2 separate regions of the Mus musculus genome follow, and region 1 is linked to region 2. The links are chromatin contacts, called in public ChIA-PET maps. All regions are on one chromosome and are shown on one strand. Each heading gives the region's core, a stretch centred on a gene start, on an enhancer-like site or on the middle of the called end of the contact. The rest is flanking DNA. Distances are from core to core; before and after follow the strand shown. Region 1 overlaps Ccdc6 (coiled-coil domain containing 6). Region 2 has its middle 58 kb from the start of Ccdc6.

The links. ChIA-PET counts read pairs in DNA pulled down with a chosen protein or histone mark.
Region 1: an RNA polymerase II ChIA-PET map of memory CD8 T cells shows a contact between it and region 2, with 99 read pairs. The contact joins two enhancer-like sites. A contact is called at or near these places in 1 of 15 datasets of contacts at CTCF or cohesin (CD8 T cells), 1 of 484 Hi-C or Micro-C datasets (cumulus cells) and 3 of 115 datasets of contacts at active chromatin or transcription factors (CD8 T cells, double positive thymocytes and memory CD8 T cells).

The regions. Positions count from the first base shown.
Region 1 is chr10:70,131,206-70,135,122 of GRCm38.p6, forward strand. The region is part of intron 1 of Ccdc6 (coiled-coil domain containing 6); the gene reads left to right. Among named protein-coding and RNA genes, the nearest start is that of Gm51771, 23 kb to the left of the region's middle. Within about 2 kb of position 1,251, at least 86 of the 459 cell types and tissues checked have an H3K27ac peak or open chromatin away from gene starts, as enhancers often do. A contact at or near this core is called in memory CD8 T cells, where this site is marked.
Region 2 is chr10:70,037,434-70,041,384 of GRCm38.p6, forward strand. No RefSeq gene overlaps it. Among named protein-coding and RNA genes, the nearest start is that of Ccdc6, 58 kb to the right of the region's middle. Within about 2 kb of position 2,663, at least 93 of the 459 cell types and tissues checked have an H3K27ac peak or open chromatin away from gene starts, as enhancers often do. A contact at or near this core is called in memory CD8 T cells, where this site is marked.

The sequences.
Region 1 (3,917 bases), core at 1-2,500, 92 kb after region 2:
GGAAAGACACCCAGTGTCACTTACACCCACATACACAACTCCACACGTGGCCACACACACACACACACACACACACACACACACACACACACCAATACACGTCTCAATGACTGTAGCTCCCTGTGTTTGCCTGGGTTGGAGAACAGGAGGCAAGCTGACGTATTTTCATCAGACACTAATATGTCTCTTCGTCACCTTCCTAATAAAAGTGTAATGTCCTGCCTCTTCCTGGCCTTTTACTGGGTTACCGTGCTTGTGGCATGGTTAATGCGTTGGCTGCATTTGCCTGGTAAATGTGTAAGGAAATGAGTGTCTACACATACAGCAACTGCTGCCTCTCTATTTCCTTCTGACGTGCAAGCCAGGAGCTGCATCGTGTTGGATGCAGGCAGTGTCCCAGTCAGTGAGTTGGGGAACATTCCTTCTTCATGAAGAAACACTTAAGACGATGCAACCCATGTCCTTACTAATTTTGAAAGCTAGACAGACCTTCCCCAGTTTACTACAGAACCTCCAGAAATAGAGATAAATGTGTTTTTAAAAATCTTGAATGAAGCCTGGAGGCTCCTTTGGAATATTAAGGATAAGGGATGTGGAAATGTGTTTTCGTAGCTCCTTACAGGTGAGGTGCTTTAGAGGATTTGTGTGTGTGTGTGTGTGTGTGTGTGTGTGTGTGTGTGTGTATACACACGAGTGTTGTTTGAGGAGTAAGCTACTTTCCCAAGGAGTGTAAGACTTGCATCCTCCAGTCTTGGGGTTTACAACAGATCTTCACTCTCTACTGAGATGTGGACACTGGTCGTCCCGTGGCCAGATACTGGCCAGGGCGGTTTCTTAGTCTTCAGGGAATCCTTGCTTGATTCTTCCTGTTCCTCCCAGCCAGGAGTTTTCCTGGCCTGGAGCACTTCAGTTCCTATCTCTAGCTACAGTGCTGCTGCCCTCAACCCCCACCCCTCCTTGTGTTTCTGGTTTCTCTTGTTATGGACATCGGGAGTTACTGTAGGGCCCACCCTCATGACCTCATCTTAGCTTTATCTGAAGAGACTTTATTTCCAAATAAGGTCACCCTCGGGACTCACTGGTCCTTGGGAATTAGGACTTTGACCTATCTATTGGGAGGGACCCACTCCATCCCATAACTGGTATGGAATATGGAAAATAATTCTGAGCAAGCAGGATGGATAAGGTAATGCTGCCGGTGGATTGGCCCAGCAGAGCCTTCAGACAGCTGTGAACGAACAGTCTCAGGAAGTGTGATAAGGCCGAGAGACTGGCTAGAGTGCCAGGCAGCTTGGCTGGGTTCTTGGCCAAGTGGCTGTAATTCTTGGTTTTCAGTCTTTGGGGAACTATAGTTAACAGGATTCAAGACCACCCTTATCCCCATTGCACTGGGCAGCAAGCTTTCCAGGAGGCTCCTTCAGGAGAGATTGAGGTCTTTCTCCTCTCTTGTTACCCTTCCACCCCTAAATCTGGAATGCTCTACTACAGTGGAACACACACACACACACACACACACACACACACACACACAGAGCATACGATCACAAGGAGTTAATGTAGTCTTGCTCCTGTACTCAGGTGTCCAAGCAGAAGAAAACCTTCACACTGGAAATGAGTCCTTAAGAGCAAGGTTTATAGTCTTCCTACCTCTCCCTCGGGAAGGCGCGAAAGAGCATCACACCTCCACAGAACAAACACCAGCCAGCTGTCTCTTAAGCACAAGTCAGAGGGAAGTCAGTTCTCTGAATTGTCATGCTCCTAGACACTTAAAGCAAGCACAGGATGCAGCGATGGGCTGAAGGGAATAAATAACCAGGGCCAAATAGATGAGTTGGGACAGTACAGGATACAGTTTTCAGCATGGTCTTTGTAACAGCATGACAGAAGCTTTGGAAGTGACCACCGTGTCCAGCCGTAAGGAGATAGATATCGCCCCCATCACTGTCCGTTGCTCGCCCTTCTGCCATCAGTATGGCTTCTCTTGAAGGAGTTGATGTTTCCTGCACTCTGATAAGTGTATTTGCTCTTGGATCAGCTTTGCTCGGCTGAAGCTGCAACTGGTGAAGGCAGATCAGCGAAGGGAGCAGGGGCCAGCCAGCTCATAGCATTGCCTCGCTGGTGCTTAGATCTTGGGTGTGGTTAGGGAGCAAGATGATAGATAGGGTAGTTCTGGGGAACCCTCAGGTGGGGATCTTGCAACACCTTCTTATCTCTTCACACCTCAGACATAGTCGTGGTTGGGCAGCGTTTCACATTGTAGCATAGTTAGGGTGGGTGTGATTGGCTTCTTGCCAGCTGGAAAGGCCACCAGCATTTGCTGTGTAAAGGAAGGAATTTGACTGTTGTGGCGGGGGTGTGGGGTGGGGGTGGGGGTGGGGGGAGATCCTTCTGTTAGAAAGTAAAGCAGTAATCTTCTATCTGGCAGGTACACATAGCATAGGTGGGTGTGCGCATAAAGAGGAAGAAAGACTCCTTTCTCCAACGTCCACAGAACCCCTGCTTCCCAAACTGAGACCCAGGCCATTTTGTTTCCGTACCATCCTTCAGTCACTTTGTGGCCCGGATGCGCTGTTGAAAGCTGGCCTAGGGAACCGAATTTGCAATTAGATTGCCGTAGAGAATGTTGTCCTAACTGTCACATAAACTAGAACATTTTTAACTTGTCAAGCATTTCTAAGATGGAGTTTGCCTTAAGCACAGAAGAGATGCTCCTTGAAGCGCGGGCTAGCCGCTTGTCTGAATGTGTCAGGGTGACGACTCTCAGGCAAGTCTAATAATTACGTTAGTTCATGAGTTGTCATAATGATAGGAAGTTAGAGCCTTTTCATGTTTCATTAGGCTATGAAATAGACATCTCTTTTTCTCTCTGTCTGAGGCAGTATAACATCGTTATTTCACTTCTGATGTAAACAAAAAGCACCGGCTGACCATGGTGGTACTGTCTGTAATCTCAGCCCTCAGTGGGCCGAGGCAGCGAAGGATCAGGATTTTAAGTCCAGCCCAGAGCCTCAGAGTAGACCAGAGAACCCGCTTGCTTCTTAGAGACAGCTCTAGTTTCAGGAGTCCAGCAGCGTCACACTGTATAGCTGCACACGTTATATTAGCTCTTTACGCTTTTTGTTTGAGTAAAATGAAGTTTGTGTACTAACTGTGTAACTGTTTAGCATCACTGGTGGGAGAAGGGAGTCTTGGTTGAGGGATTGCCCAGATCAGAGTAGCCCGCCATCGACTTGTCTACGTGGGGATTGCCTAGCCCATAGTAGGCAGCGTAATTCCCTAGGCAGGTGGTCCTGGGCTATGTAGGAAAAACAGGTAAATGGTGAGCGATTGAGCAGCGCTCCCCCATAGTCTCTTCTTCAGTTCCTGCTTGAGCTCCTGTCCTGACTTCCCTCGCTGTTAGGCCATGACCTTTCCTCCCCTAAGATGTTTTTGATTCAGGGTGTTTTATCACAGCAACAAAGATAGAATTAGAACGAATATATTGACAGTTGTTGGTTTTTATTTTTTAAGGTTTTTTTTTTAATTAGCATATGTGCTGGCTAGTTTTATGTCAACTTGACATAAGCTAAAGTCATCTAGAGGAGATGCCTCCATAAGATTGGGCTGTAGGCAGGCCTGTAGTAGGGCAGTTTCTTTTTTTAAAGAAGATTTATTTTATGTAAATGTGTACACTATAGACTTTCACTTTCTTCAGACACACCAGAAGAGGGGCATCGGATCCCATTACAGATGGTTGTGAGCCACTATGTGGTTGCTGGGAATTGAAATCTGGACCTCTGAAAGAGCAGTCAGTCCTTTTAACAGCTGAGCCATCTCTCCAGCCTGGCATTTTCTTAATTAGTGATTTGGGCAGCCCATTGTTGCTGGGGCTATCCCTGGGCTGGTGGTCCTGGTTTCTATAAGAAAGCAGACTGAGC
Region 2 (3,951 bases), core at 1,413-3,912:
TTTAGAGAAATCCTGGGGCAGACAAGACTTGAGAACTAATTGACAAAACAATATATTAGAACTGGTTAGTAGGAGTCGAATATTTATAGAGTGACTATTTGTCTTGGGGTTACTATCGCTGTGATGAGACACCATGACCACAAGCAAGTTTTGGGAAGGGTTTATTTGGCTTACACTTCCACACTGCAGTCCATCACTGAAGGAAGCCAGGACAGGAACTCAAGCAATTCTGGTACCTGAAGGCAGAAGCTGATACAGAGGTCCTGAAGGGGTGCTATTGACTTGCTTGTTCCTCCCGGTTTGCCTAGCATGCTTTCTTATAGAACCCAGAACCACCAGCCCAGGGGTGGCCCCACCCACAAGGATCAAAATGACCCTCCCACATTAATCACTAAAAAATGCCCTATTGACCTGCCTCCAGGCAGATCCTGTGAAGGCATTTTCTCATTTGAGGTTCTGTCTTCTCCGATGACTTTAGCTTATGTCAAGTTGACAAAAAGCTTACCATTACATAGTCATTTAATACTGAACATTATAATTTGTATCTGACAGAAAGGTATTTCCAGGGAAAGGCACCTGTAACCTGTGACTATGATGACTTTTTTATTGAAATCAATCAATCAATCAATCAATCAATCAATCTCTCTGTCTCTCTGTCTCTCTCTGTCTCTCTCTGTCTGTCTCTCTCTCACACTCTCTCTCTCTTTGTCTCTCTGACATCTATATAACAGTATAGTTGGGTATGAGGGGGTGGTGTCCAGCTTTTTCTTCTTGGCCTGAGCCCTCCTAAACTAGAAATAAAGAACATTTGCAGCAACTCCAAGCAAAGATGGGTACAAACATCCTTTTACTATAATATTAGAAACAATCCCTTCCAATGGTATAAAACCATGTAAGTTTATACAGCATGAAAGATTTTCTGTTAATTTTTTATTGCATGGGTGTGTGTGTGTGTGTGTGTGTGTGTGTGTGTGTACGCATACCACAGCAGATCCACGGAGGTCAGACACCCTGCAGAAACTGCCTCTCTCCTTCTACCATATGGGTTATCAGGATCAAACTCAGTTGTCAAGTTTGAAAGCTGAGCCAGCTCACAGATGATTGTTGTGTGTGCTGGCCCTTAAGAAGAAGGAGTGAGCCGGGCAGTGATGGCACACACCTTTAATCCCAGCACTCGGGAGGCAGAGGCAGGTGGATTTCTGAGTTCGAGGCCAGCCTGGTCTACAGAGTGAGTTCCAGGACAGCCAGGGCTATAGAGAAACCCTGTCTAAACCACCCCCACCCCCCAAAAGAAGAAGGAGTGTTTCATCTAATGTTGGGCTGTGGTCTCTGAAGCTCAGAGAATCCTGCAGAAGGGAAAGGGAGGAAGAGGGGCAAAGGACACCACAAGAAAATCCACAGAAGCCACCAACCTGGACTCATAGGAGCTCACAGAGACTGAACCACCAACCAGAAAGCCTGCATGAGACTGACCTAGGCCCTCTGCATATAGGTTAGAGTTGTGTAGCTTGGTCTTCCTGTAGAACTCCTAGCAGTGAGAGGAAATCCTATCTCTGACTCTTTCTCCTGCTTTTGGGGTCCTTTTCCTCCCACTAGGTTGCCTCATCCATCCTCAGTACAAGGGGAGGTGCCTAGTCTTACTGCAACTTGATATGCCATGGTTGGTTGATATTCATAGGAGGCCTGCACTTTTCTGAAGAAAAATGAAGGAGAGGTGGATAGGGGTGGGGGGATGAGGCAGAGGAAAGGTGTGGGGAGGAGGGAAGGGAGGGGAAACTGAACTTGGTGTGTTAAAAAAGAAAGTATGTGTATAGACACATACATACATATATACACATATCTATATACATATATGTGCATATATGCATGTAAATATGCACACATGTGTATATGCATATAAATATATATGTATGTGTACATATACACACATATAGTGTACATGTATGTATATGCATATATACACATGTGTATATAAATGTATGCACAAATATACACATACACATGTACACATATATAGATATGTATATGTATACATATATATATGTATGTGTATATATATATATATATGTGTGTGTGTGTGTGTGTGTGTGTGTGTGTGTGTTTTCAGTGGCAGACATGGAACCATCTGGAAGGACCGTGATAAAGAAAACATCCACAGAGGACAGAGTCTTCTGGGCAAAGAGAAAGGAGATGGTTCCAAGACAGCCCTGGGCTTGAGAAGGAAACCCTGCTATATGTTAGAGACCAAGTGGAGGGGCCTAGACAGCAAAGAAGGCATCGCTAAATCGTGATCCCCTTGGTTGGGGAAAGAGCAATGGCTCCGTTCCCAATATACTGTTGAGCCCAGCGTAGTCCTCCCTTGACCTTCTGAGGTCTGCACTTGATAATGCTGCCAAGAGTGAGGTTACTTTCCCAAACAGTCTGACATTTAGACACTAAGCTCTAGGATCGAGTTCCGTGTCCATACATGTCTCCCCTTGGTTCTCATCGAGTTGTACTGGTTATACGACCCAGGGCAATTTACTTAACCTTTATGTTCTCTCATCTGGCAAGCAGGTGCTATCTTCCCAACCGCAAATAGAGGAAGTGAGATCACCCGTACAAAGCCTTTCAAAGAGTACTTGGCACGGAGCGATGCTCCGAGAATGCTACCAGACTTTTACTGCTGCCGGTAGAGGATTGTGCTTAAGCGAAACAGAGCGCCTGGCTGTCTTCCGTCCGGCTTAGGTAGGGTGGCACCACGGAAAGCTAGTGACACAAACATTCACCCTCTCATGGGCAGCCTGCCGCTTAGGCCAGGGCACACCCACTCTGGGGCTCTGTTTCAGCTGGCCCCTGCTCTCCGCCTAGACTACCAGCTTCAGCAGCTTCTTCTCCATCAGTGACCATTGGCTCCTGGGTGGAAGCAGGCATCCTCCAACTAAAACCACATCACACCCTGTCCCAGATGCAGGCACCGCATCTCTGAGGTTCATCACCAGCTCCTCTGAGGTCAACCCCCATACCCCGCAGCAGCAGCATCGTCTTTGGTTTCATTTCTGCTTCCCAACTTACGCTACTATAAGAAAAAAAATGTCTGAGATATCAAATATGTCAACTTAAAGTAGGAAGTGGGGGTTCAGTCCCGAGGAAGTTCCAAAAGTGGTTAGTTTGGTTTTGTTTGTTGTTTTTGTTTTTTACTGAGACAAAGTCTCATATAGTTTGGGCTGGCCTTGAACCTGCTATGTACCTAAAGATGACCTAGAACCCATGGTTCTACTGTCTACACCTTCTGAACACCAGGATTACAGTGTACTACCACATTTGGTTTTATGTGATGCTAAGGCGCATGGCAGACAAGCATTCTACAAACAAACTACATCGCCAGCCTTGCTTCCAAAGCTAGCTTTATACACTCACCCACAATGATGCCAACAACGTTAAATGAGAATCTTTTGATTCATGGATAACTTTTCACCTCTTCATTATTCAAAAATGCAAGAGTCAGCAGATGTATGAAGACAAATGAAATCCAGAAGCCATGAGGAAAAGCCAGAAAGATGCTACAAGACAGAAGTAGGAAAATTCATACAAGAGGAAGAGCTTTTTTCTCATTATGTCTGTTCTCTTTTCTTCATATGTTTTCCTTGCTATGATCCATCCAGACTCAAACTCTCTCCCTCACTCTTCTTCTTTCTTCGCCCTCTGGAAAGAAGATGAGCCTCAGAGACAAGCTAACATGGAGAAAAGTGAACCAGACAGAGGGAAGAGGACAGAGAAGAGAGGAAAGACATGGGATTCTGGTGATGTCATCTTAGCAACTGCAGGCAGCTGCACTCCAAACTTTTCAGTAACAAGATCTAGTAAGGTCTCTTTGTTTTTTCTTTAGGTATCATAGAATTGGATTTTCCTATCTTCTGATGGAAGGAGTCCTGCTGGAAACTGATTATTAAGTATCAAAAGCAAGCCAAT